Regions from separate parts of the Sus scrofa genome. Here region 2 is linked to region 1. The links are chromatin contacts, called in public HiChIP or PLAC-seq maps. All regions are on one chromosome and are shown on one strand. The core of a region is the stretch at or near the end of the contact, and the rest is flanking DNA. Distances in the headings are between cores, read along the strand shown. Region 1 holds the start of OSGIN2 (oxidative stress-induced growth inhibitor 2). Region 2 has its middle 58 kb from the start of OSGIN2.

Region 1 (6,077 bases), core at 1,649-4,148:
CAGCAAACACACACATTAGCAAACCTAGGCACACAGGGCTGCCGCGGATAGGCATGCCCTTTGTGGAAGCACAGTGAGGATTCTCTGAAATGCTATGCATAGATAGCTAACTCAAATGCTAATGATTCTTAAATGCCTAAAGTTTAGAGTAAAAGTTTAACCATCTACCAGCTAAGTGACTTTTAAAATAATAAAAGAACTTATAAAATAATTTAAAAAACCTATATCCTGCACCTACAACCCCCTTTTCACATGACATAATCCTCAAGAGCACAATAAAAGCAGTGTGGTTTCTTGAGGCAGGGCTCTCGGTCCCTGAGACCTTGAGTCCCCCGGTTCCCACCTTTACTTAGGATAAATGTCTCTGTGTCTTGTTTTATGTTAACTTTTTTTCCTCAAGTTCCACAGCACCCGTTCTTCAGCCCCATCCTGCTGAGCTGGTTTCGGCACTGAAAAAGTGCAAGCCTGGATTGCTTCTCTATTACAACAGGAATTGCGAGTCTTCTTTGTCCTATGCCTTACATCCCCTCTTGCAATTTGGTGAAGCCTCTGGACCTCTTCTTTGAATATTATCATTAAATCCATAATAGGATTTACACGGAAACTAAAAAGTAAACTTGGAATGTTTTTATGTACTTTATTGTATTAAATAAGTTCAGGAGTTCCCATAGTGGCTCAGTAGAAACCAATCTGACTAGGATCCACTAAGGGGGCAGGTTACATACCTGGCCTCCATCAGTGGGTTAGGGATCCTGCATTGCCTTAAACTGTGGTGCAAGTCACATGCACTGCCAGGATGTGGGGTTGCTGTGGTTGCCGGCGGCTACAGCTCTGATTCAGCCCCTAGCCTGGGGACCTCCATACGCCCCTGGTGCGGAAAACCAAGTTCAATGATGTAAAATAATTACTATAATCTTGAAGAAATAAGCAAACAGTATTTCTAGGTACCTGTCAACAATAATATGAAAATACTTGTGATTTCTATTGATGACAGTCACAAATACTACTGTGGTTTACTGCTTATATTCACAACTGAAGAAAACAGATTTTGGTAAAAGTTGAGTGAAAATTCCTGGTCCCTTTCTTTACATCCAAGTTCAGGGGTCATCTAAAGTCTACATTTGCACCGCGATTTAAGAAATCTTGATCAGAATTTCATATTTCACAAAAGAAATTTTGTATATCACTATTCTAGCATTCATTTATAGAAAGCAAGGCACTTTACTAAAGTCTTCACTAAGCTTAACGTTTCTTCACCACAGGGTTAAAACCCGTTTTAAGTTTTTGTCGAATTTCTCTCCATAACTGAATGGTAGTGCTGGCCAACTGTGCTGGATCTAGTACATCCACTTTTATTTCAAAATGTATATCCTAAAACATTCCCCATAATGTTAGTCTAGACGCACCATATTTCTCAAATTTCTACAACATATATTATTTACAATGACTAACACTTTAAGTCAGAACCTATTTGTAATTAGACCATCACATTTTAAACATGGTTCCCTGCCTTCCCTTCAAACCAGTAACTTATCAGACTTTTTTTTTTAAGGAAAAAAAAATGTTTAAGATGTGTGCGGGGGTCTAGAGGGACCTTCACAACACTACACACAAACTTTGCAGTACTTAGAAGTCTCAGTCGCAGTAACCGACTCGACCCAGGCCTAGCCGGTCCCGCAGTCCCATGACTGGCGCGGTTCAGTAAAAGGGAGATGTTAACAGAAGCGACTGCCCCGGAGTGAGGGAAACCTCGACTAGGCAGGAATAGGGAGGAAGCAGCGGACGAGGCAGGGGGCTTCTGCGGTCCAGACGCTCGCCTTCCACCCTCGACCCATCTCCGACTCCAGACACGCGCGGCCTCTGCCCATTTCGGCCCAGGCCCTGCCGCCGGACCTCGCAACACTCCACCCTCCGCCTGCTCCCCTTCGTTCCCCGGCGGAGAAGTCACCTGAAATGACCGGCCAGAGAGCAGCGGCAACACCACACGGGCATGGAGCGCGGCGCACGGGGCGCCGGAGCGCGACCACCACAGCCACTGCCTCTTATCTCGGAGGGGTGACCCGTCCGGGGCGCCGCCCGGTCGCGGAGTCCGCGGGGTTCCCGCGCCCCGCGCCAGGCCGTGGCCGCGGCTGCCCGGAAGCTGCGATTCGGCAGCCGGCCGGGCCCCGGGGCGCCAAAATACGCCTCAACAGAGAGGCTTCCGCTCCTCGCCTGCGGGCAGCGAGACACCAGCGGTGAAGATCTCAGGGTGCCGCGATGGGGGCGGAACTGGGCGGGGCGGGGACGCTGCGACGGCTGTGGCGGAGGCGCGCGGGCTCCTCCTCGCAGGTGCGGAGGCGGCGGCGGGCGAGGCCTGGGATTGGTGGAGCCGCGGCCTGCTAGGGGCCTGGCCTGACCAAGCGGCTGCTGAGAGGCCCGCGGGGGCCGAGATCCGCCCGCCCACCCGACCGCGGCGTTTGCGGTGATGGGCGGCTTCGGCCTGAGCTCTTCGGACCCTATTCCGTGTTCCCGAACTGGTGGCGTGGGTGGTTAGCTAGGCTGGGAGGATGCTGGGGGCTAGGTGACAAGGGGAAGAGGAAGAGCTCCTAATCGTAGTAGCTGGACGGTGCAGGGGAAAAACCTTGTCTGCTGCACTGCGTCTGCCAACCCGAGCGCGCAAGCCAGAGTCTCCGTAGTCCTTTCGTTCGGGCCTTTCGCCGAAGACGCCCGGGAAAGACCGAGATACCCGCCCCAAGAAACTCACTTTAGCGGCTTTGCTCGTGCTGGCCGGAGCGCAGACGCCCGGAGTTCCCCCGCGCTTTTCACTCTTGAGCCTGCGTCACAATCGAATGGGGGAACCCAGTAAACCACGAGTGCGCCCCACCCCAGAGGTTCTGATAGGGGAAGCCTGGTTTACCGACTAAGGTCCCTCTTAAGTGGCATCCCTGATTAAAAAAACCGGGTGCTAGCCCCGCCCAGAATTCACCGAGGGCGGGGGAAGGCAGGAATGTGTTTTTAAAAAATTCCTCCAGGTGATTGTAATGCAAGGAAAGTTAGAAATGTATGGAATGAAGAGTTTCCCTGTTCGGTGTTTTCAAGAAATGAAGGCGGGGAAAACCTAGAAGTGATTGACTGCATATACAGAGATATCTTTCTATTCCTCCTTACAAAAAAGATCTAGATATTTTTGCAATTAAATCTTACTTAGGTTTCTCTTCTTAAAATTTCTAAGTTCTCAGTTTTTCCTGAATGTTACCATGGAACAAACCTGGACTTAACAGACTTTAAGTCTGTGGGGCTTAAAATAAAATTGTAGGACTCAGCCTGCTTCCAGGGTTTTACGCTGTAAGAAAATACGTGTGTATATTCATTTTACTCCAATGTTCATTTTACTTTGTTTCAGAAAGTAAGGCATAAGTTAATTTTTTGTTAATATTCATAACATCTGGAGTTCCCATCGTTCCTCAGCAGTTAACAAACCGGACTAACATACATGAGGACGCGGGTTTCATCCCTGACCTTGCTCAGTAGGTTAAGGATCCAGTGTTGCTGTGAGCTGTGGTTTAGGTCACAGGCTGCTCAGTTCTTGCGTCCCTGTGGTGTAGGCTGGCAGCTACAGCTCTGATTGGACCCCTAGCCTGGGAACGTCCCTATGCCAAGAGTGCAACCCTGAAAAGACAAAAAATAAAATAAAATAACATCCTTTTAAATTTAAAGAAACTAAACTCGTAAAAGCTATGCCAATCCAGAACTGAAATATTAAAATATAAGAAGATTTATGAGTACTTCGTATAGCTTTTCCTTTATGGCTTTTTTTTTTTTTTTGCAGTATTTCCAGATTTTCAAATAATAAAGTGGGTATGTCAGATTTTAGATTTAATCTGGCTTGTATTTAAGCCTTGGAAACTTGCAGTCGTGGCTTAAACTTGATAGTAATTAGTGATTAAACCAAGCCACAAAAACTACATAAGTATTTTTCTTATAGCAGAGTTTTTTTGTATTTGTTTTTTTGAAATTGAAATTCTATTTAAAAATAAACCCCAGGTTTCATGATATTGCAGAGCAACAGACTCAGATACTTCTGATGGGATGGTAAATTAGTATGTGGTCTAAAACTCCCCTGTCTGTGTAATGGACCCTTACTCTTCCTTTCAGTGCCCTGAGCAGCACATTTAGTGTAGAGCTTATCTCACACTGGCAACCATTCCAGTCCATGGTAACTTCTGGGCTTCCAATGTTACCTAGTTGTAGAATCCTTACTGAACAACCCTCCTTACTGGTGTATAATGTACAGTATTTTATACATTAAATTGTAGTAATTAAAATGTCTGTTTTGGAATCTTTGCTAGCAGCGTGATCTTGGACAAGTTACTCAGCATCTCTGGGCTTTGATTCCTCATCTGTAAAATGAGCTAATAATAATTACTTCATTGATTGTAAGAATTAAGAAAATACTTATAAAGCACTTATCGTAGTGCCTGGCTCATTTTAATCACAAAATAAATATTAGTTTTCATTATTATCAATAATAATATCATAGGAGTTCCCATCGTGGCGCAGTGGTTAACGAATCTGACTAGGAACCATGAGGTTGCAGGTTCAATCCCTGGCCTTGCTCAGTGGGTTAAGGATCTGGCATTGCCATGAGCTGTGGTGTAGGTCACAGAAGTGGCTTGGATCTGGCATTGCTGTGACTGTGGTGTAGGCTGACAGCCACAGCTCAGATTCAGGCCCTAGCCTGGGAACCTCCATATGCCGTAGTCGTGGCCCTAAAAAGACAAAAACAAAAACAAACAAAGCTATACTGCAGCTTGTGGCAATGCCAGATCCTTTAACACGCCGAGCGAGGCCAGGGATCAAACGCACATACTCGTGGATGCTAGCCAGGTTCTTAACCTGCTGAATCACAATGGACACTCCAGAAAAATTTCTTTCACTGAAGTGTAGTTAATTTACAAGATTGTGATGATTTCTGCTCTACAGCAAAGTGTTCCAGTCATACATATATACACATATCCATTCTCTCAGATAAAAAGAAAAACTTAATCCATCGCATGGAGGTCTCATACAAATGGGTCCTAAGAAGAGACTAAAAGAACCAGCTTTTATACTTTTTAGGCAAAGAAATCATAAATTTGTAAGAAATTGACAAGACAAGGAACTTAGGTTTGGGGTGCCCATGTATTGAAGAATCTAAACAGAATTTGGGCTTGAGGTAAGTAAGTAACAAGGTTTCTTTAACAGGGCTTCTCAGCCCCAAATGCTGTTTTTGGTGAAAAGGTATTCTTCTACCTCCAGATACATGAGGGCATCTGTCACATGGGAGATGTATTTCTTCCTCCATTGGTGAGGCTTGAGAGGTCCCAGGATTTCTTTGGAGGGAATTTGTGGTTTTGGAGTTTGTAGTGATAAGACACTAAAGTGAGCAGAAGTGAGCAGACTACTTGGGCGCAGGAATGAGAAAAGCCTTATCTTTTTCACTTATGCAGATACCAGAGTAGTGCTTCTCAACCATGCATATTAGAATCACCTGGGAACATTTAAAAACCTCAATGCCCAGGCACAACCCTCTCCCTTCCCACACTCACTACTAGCAATTAAATTTAAAAGAATCTGGTAAAGGGACCTCAGGCACATGATTTAATCCATTAACATGTAAATAAGCAATTTCTGCACAATTGATTGAATTGAAAAACTAGAGCTTCAAACCATTTTTCATCCTGATATCGCTAATGTAAAGTCTGAGGAAGAAAAACACTCACTTCTTTGATCTTAAAGTACATAGTTATAAACAGAAAATGTGTAGCTTTTATTTCACTTTTATAAGGTTAATTCAATGGTCAAAACATTCTAATCTCAGTGTTTACCCTCAGCACACCCATGCTGTTCTCTAAACATACTGATGCTGGATAGATGGTGCCGGAATCCACGTTCTTGTTAATGGCAGTCAAAGAATGAACTCTGAGAACACACAGGCAACAAGCAAGCAAAGTCTTTATTCAAGAGAAGCAAATAGCTCCCAGGACAGGCTAGGAGTGGGTAGAAGAGCCCCCGCCCCTTTCTCTATTGTCCTTTAGGGGTTTTTATTCCTTAAAGAT
Region 2 (6,077 bases), core at 956-3,455, 57 kb after region 1:
TCGTGGCATATGGAGGTTCCCAGGCTGGGGGTTGAATAGGAGTTGTAGCTGCTGGCTTACATCACAGCCACAGCAACGGTGGATCCAAGCCATGTCTGTGACCTAGACCACAACTCATGGCAATGCCAGATCCTTAACCCACTGAACAAGGCCAGGGATTGAACCTGTATCCTCATGGATGTTAGTCAGATTTGTTAACTGCTGAGCCACAACAGGAATGCCTCCATTCCATTTTTTAAAAAAGTTTTATTGAAGTATAGTTAATTTTCAAGGCTGTGATAATTTTTGGCTGTGCAACAAAATAACCCAGTTGTACATATACCATATTCATTCTTTTCTTTCCAATTAATTTACATAACAATAGATTTTTTGACTCAGAAAGTTTGTTAAGATAAATTTAGTAAAACTGTAATTTAAAAGATCACTAGAGGAGTTCCCGTCATGGCGCAGTGGTAATGAATCTGACTAGGAACCATGAGGTTGCAGGTTCGATCCCTGGCCTTGCTCAGTGGGTTAAGGATCCAGTGTTGCCATCAGCTGTGGTGTAGGTTGCAGACTCGGCTCAGATTCCGCGTTGCTGTGGCTCTGGCGTAGGCCGGTGGCTACAGCTCCGATTAGACCCCTAGCCTGGGAATCTCCATATGCCCCTGGGAGGGCCCTAGAAAAGGCAAAAAGACAAAAAAAAAAAAAAAAATCACTGGAAGTTCCTATCTGGGTTAAGAATCTGACTGCAGTAGCTTAGGTTGCTTTGACGGCATGGGTTAGATCCCCAGCTCTGTGCAGTGGGTTAAGGATCTGGAGTTGAGGCAGCTATAGTGTAGGTCTCTGGCCTGGGAATTTCCACATGCCACTAAAAATAAAATCATTAGAAATGGAAATTATAATAACTGAAAATGTTTCATATGACGTAGCATAGTGTGAAAAAGACAATACCCCTCCACACAACACAGCCACACACTGCAGCTCTGTTCCAATATAGTACTCATCTGCCATAGTAACAGTATGCCATAGTAACAAACTCACTCAGTTTCAAGGGGAGGGAACATAGACCCTACTTTTCAGTGGGAGGAGTATCAAAAGTCAAAGTAACATTAAAGAAAGAACTTGTGGCCTAAGAGCTATTGTTATAGTCATCTTTAAAAAAGACAATCTGCCACAGCTCTTCCGTATCCCTTACTATTTGTCCATTACCATAAACTTTTATCTATATAGATCTTCTGTCAGCAATGTAATAATATCCGCAATACTAAGCAGGTAATTAGCTAAAACTCCTACATTGCTCCCCAATGAACTGAGAAGCTAGCTACTACTCCCCTTTCATCTTTCATACACACTTTTAACATAGGCTCTGTGTATCATTAAATTTAATTATCATTCAATAGATACTTATTGAAAAATCTGTCGTTTTCTAAATATCTCCTAGACAATCAGATAGACTGAATGCAATATAGAAAAATGGTTTGTTCTTTCAAGAAGTTCACAATTTAGAGGAAAAAACGATTAAGTTAAAAATTTCTGGAGTTCTCATTGTGGCTCATGGGTTACAACCTGACTAATATTCATGAGGATGCAGGTTTGATCCCTAGCCTTGCTCAATGGGTTAAGGATCTGGCTTTTCTGTGATCTGTGATGTAGGTTGCAGATGCGGCTTGGATCCCACATTGCTGTGGCTGTGCTGTAGGCTGGCAGCTATATCTCTGATTTGACCCCTAGTCTGGGAATTTCCATATGCCACAGGTGCTGCCCTGAAAAGTGAAAAAATGAGTTCCCATCATGGCACAGAGGAAATGAATCCCACTAGGAACCATGAGGTTGCGGGTTTGATCCCTGGCCTCACTCAGTGGGTTAAGGATCTGGCGTTTGCTGTGAGCTATGGTGTAGATCATAGACGTGGCTTGGATCTGGCACTGGCGTAAGCTGGCAGCTACAGCTCTGATAAGACCCCTAGCCTGGGAACCTCTATATACTGTGGGTGTGGCCCTAAAAAGACAAAAAATACAAAAAAAAAAAAAAAAAGAAAAGTGAAAGAAAAAGAAAATAGAAAGGAAATTTCTATAATAGGTTAACTCAAACTTTTATTAGCTTGCTGTTCTATCATTCTATCAGTCACTGGTAGGATATAATTTTTTTTCAGGGTATTGTTATCATGAAAATTTTTTTTTCTGATGACCTCTCAAAAAGGAAATGAAGTAATTGAGGCATGACTTTGCTTTATGAGTTCATGCTGACTTGGAGTGATCATTGCTTCCCTTTTTTCTCCCCTTTTTAAGATCTTATTGTGGTGTGAATAAGCTTAAATATCTTCTCAAATGTTTAGTAGTCATCTGTATTTCATTTTTTAATAGGTTCAAACTTCCCTAGAATCTCTCTGGAGATACTAATATGTTTACTTTAGCATTTTATTCAGTGTTCCTATATTGTGTTTTCTCAGGGGTCAGATCTCTTTATTGAGTTTGGTGCTTTTCTTTCCATCTTTTTGGTTGCTTGGTGATTCTTGGTGGTTTTATTGAATTTGTGCCAGATCCTAAGTTGGTGGCTGAGGAGTAAGAATTCTTCTTTGCCTGGCTTGAAGCTCAAGTTTGGATTAAGTCCGTTTCGACTCAAGTGGTCATGTGTGGCAGAGGGAGTGTGGATTTATTTCATGGATATGAAGCTCTCCTTTTCCAGGGACAAGGTCCTGATTCTGTGGTTGTGTTGTCATTTTGAGTCTCATAAAAAAAAACTCTCATGATTCACAACATCCAGCACAAGGGCTCTGCTTTTATTGGTTACCAGGCCCCTGCCCAGGGCTGAATTCTTCCTACAAGCTTCTGCTGATTTTAATTGTAGGGCTTTTGCAAAATTCTGCTGGGACAACTTGTGCTTTTGAAGTTCTATTTCATGGATCTTGACTTGTGGGTTGCTTGTCTCTGTTGCATTTTAGTATCAAGATATCCCAGAAACTCCTCATTGTTCTGTCTGACTATCAGAACTCCTTTCTGAATTTTCTAAAACTTTTAAAAAATTTAATTTTACCCTTCTTTTACATTTTAGTGGGTTTGGGGAAGGGAGGTAAATGAAGTCAGCCAGCTTTGGTGGGAAGCCACCCATTACCTTCTATGATAACCAGAGTTCTACTGAGAATCACACCAACCTCTCCCAGCAAGTAGTTTCCTTTTTTCTTTTCTTTTCTTTTTCTTTTTGCCTTTTCTAGGGCCGCTCCCGAGGCATATGGAGATTCCCAGGCTAGGGGTCTAATTGGAGCTGTAGCCACTGGCCTACGCCAGAGCCACAGCAATGCAGGATCTGAGCCACATCTGCAACCTACACCACAGCTCATGGCAACACAGGATCCTCAACCCACTGTGCAAGGCCAGGAATGGAACCTGAAAACTCATGGTTCCTCGTCAGTTTTGTTAACCACTGTGCCACTACGGTAACTCCTCCCAGCAAGTAGTTTCTAGAGGACAGTTTGTCCTTTTGTATATCCTTAAATTAGGGCATACCTATGTCCATATCTCTTGCATCTCTCCCATTGTCTGCAATTTTTCAAAGATTACTGCCAGCAGTTCTTTTCCAACATTGACAATTCCTTTTAGTGTTGGAAGCATTTCAATGAAATGGTGAAAATAGCTAAATGGCCTTATCATTCCTCACCTTTTCAAATTAACTTCAGTTCTCTCTTAAATGTGCTTGTTTGACCTTTTCAAGTGTTGTCATTTTTTGCTGAATTTCTTTTTCTTGGTTGGAAAGAAGAAAGTCAGATGGAAGTTGTATAATTCTACTCTATCCACCACCCCAGTCTGTTAAAAAATTACACCATCATCACTAAGGATAAGAAATCCCTTTTGTCCTTATTATCGCTGACCTTATCTGTTTATTTATTTATTTACTCAAGGCTAAACTCCTTCAAAGATTGGGAAGTCCTGGCATTATTCATAGAGGTCTGGTCATGATTCTAAATTTGTTCTTCATTTTATACATCTGCTAATTTTCTTTTTGCACCTTTCCCTTTAAAATATGAATGTTTGAAATAATTCTCTGCACCTTGTTAGCAGCTCAGGGGCAATAACAATAGAAGGAGAAACTAAAGGTCAGAGAATAAGGAGTGATGAAATACATGCAATATGAATAACAAATTCTGAAGAATTTACTGGTAAATCATTGCATGTATAATAGCTCCCCAGCTGAGTTGGTAGATTCTGTCACCTCCGACCTGTGTTGTGATAACTCTTCCACTGACAAGACATGTATAAGTCATTTAGACCAGCAGAGTTTTCACCTGAGTTCATCATGCACACAGTGTTTTACAGATTCCAAAACTCTTTCATGTATGCTATTGCATTTCAATTTCTTTTCTATTTTCCTAACAATTCTTTGAAAGCAAGAAGTGGGCTTGTAGCGGGGGGAGAACTGACTGTATTTTCAGGCCGGGAAGAAGGAGCTGGGGGAGGAGGAGAAGTGAAGTCATCAGGTGGGATCGTGCAACAATGCCCTCCTTCCTGATTCTTTGCCTGTTGTCTGTAATCACTCTTTTCCCTCTTTGAAACTCTGTCCTTGGCTTCATTAATACTATAGTCTCTCGATTAATCTGCTTACCTTTCTGACCCATCTCAGTCTTCTTTGCTGGCTCCTTTTCTTTTCATCCATTACAAGTTGTAATCCTTTTGAAAAGGCAAAAGCTTGAAACAGCCAAAACGATTTTTTTAATGGAAATTAATTAACTCAGAACATTATTTTTGTCATGTGAGAATTGCTTGTATATTATTCAAAATGAAATGATAGCTGGAATTGGAAAGGAAAGAAAAACAACCAAAGGTAGAGAGTTAAAAATGTGCTGAGATAGTCCTTCAGAATTTCAAAATAAAAGTGGTTTCTTTCCTTTTTTTTCTTTTTCTTTTTAGGGTCACACCCACAAGCAGATGGAAGTTTCCAGGGTAGGGGTTGAATCAGTCACTGCAATTTGTGATCCTTAACCCACTGAGCGATGCCAGGGATCAACCTGTGTCCTCATGGATGCTAGTCATGTTCGTTACTGCTGAGACACAATGGGAACTCCCATAAAAGTGATTTCTTGTCTTTTTTTTTTTTTTTTTAGGGTCACACCCATGGCATATGGAGGTTCTCAGGCTAGGGGTCTAATCAGAGCTATAGCTGATGGCTGTGGCCATAGCCACAGCAACTCCAGCTCTGAGCCATGTCTGGGACCTACACTGCAGCTCATGGCAACTCCAGATCCTTAACCTGCGGAGCGAGGCCAGGGATCGAAACTTCGTCCTCATGGATACTAATCAGATTTGTTTCTGCTGAGCCACAATGGGATCTCCTAAAAGTGATTTCTTAACAAATGGCAGAAATACTCTGGTGCTTTTACTAATTCACTTAAAATATGCTTAAACATGTTTCTAATTGTATTTTAAAACATTTTTGTTACATTAAATTAGTGAATACAATTCAGAATAATAATGACCATTTATAAATAAAATTAGGGGGTCTAGTTGGAAATGCTAAGAACTACTTGGATATGTGCATAGACCATTATATCCCTACCAAGTCTTGTATGTCCATCTTATTTGTGACATAAAGGGGTCAAATGTTACAGGTGTAATATTTGTGTCTATGCTAATTCTTTATTTTATTTATTTATTTATTGTCTTTTTTTGTCTTTTCTAAGTCTGTACCCGTGGCATATGGAGGTTCAATGAATTATAGTGGGAAAGAAAAGAACTCACAATTAAATGCAGATTTTGTGAAACTTGAACCTTGTAAAATATGGGAGGGCTGTCTTTAAGAAAAAGAGTGTAAAATATCTTATTTCTAAAAATTTTACAAAAAAAACTTAAGACCATGTGAACATTTTCATAGCCTGTTGAAGGGTTTGTGAGTGGACTTGAGGCTTACTCATTGGTTTCAAGATAGTGAAAGATAAAATTTTGAGGATTGCCACTTTTTATTGTTTTAGGTAAATATTGATATCAACAGATATTTCTACTACTGTTATGTGAACAAAACAAGTTACAAATAGGATATGTAAATATGGTACTATTTGATACGGAATAAATGATAGGATATACAAAGGATATCTGTGGGTGATGGGA

What was found. HiChIP or PLAC-seq counts read pairs in DNA pulled down with a chosen protein or histone mark.
Region 2: an H3K27ac HiChIP or PLAC-seq map of alveolar macrophages shows a contact between it and region 1. The contact joins the enhancer-like site here to the promoter of OSGIN2 in region 1. A contact is called at or near these places in 4 of 47 Hi-C or Micro-C datasets (embryonic fibroblasts, heart right ventricle and mesenchymal stem cells) and 1 of 2 datasets of contacts at active chromatin or transcription factors (alveolar macrophages).

The regions. Positions count from the first base shown.
Region 1 is chr4:46,910,043-46,916,119 of Sscrofa11.1, forward strand. OSGIN2 (oxidative stress-induced growth inhibitor 2) reads right to left here and starts at 2,899. Exons shown (of 6, transcript XM_005662982.3): 1 at 2,744-2,899.
Region 2 is chr4:46,967,721-46,973,797 of Sscrofa11.1, forward strand. No RefSeq gene overlaps it. Among named protein-coding and RNA genes, the nearest start is that of OSGIN2, 58 kb to the left of the region's middle. Within about 2 kb of position 2,206, at least 1 of the 83 cell types and tissues checked has an H3K27ac peak or open chromatin away from gene starts, as enhancers often do. A contact at or near this core is called in alveolar macrophages, where this site is marked.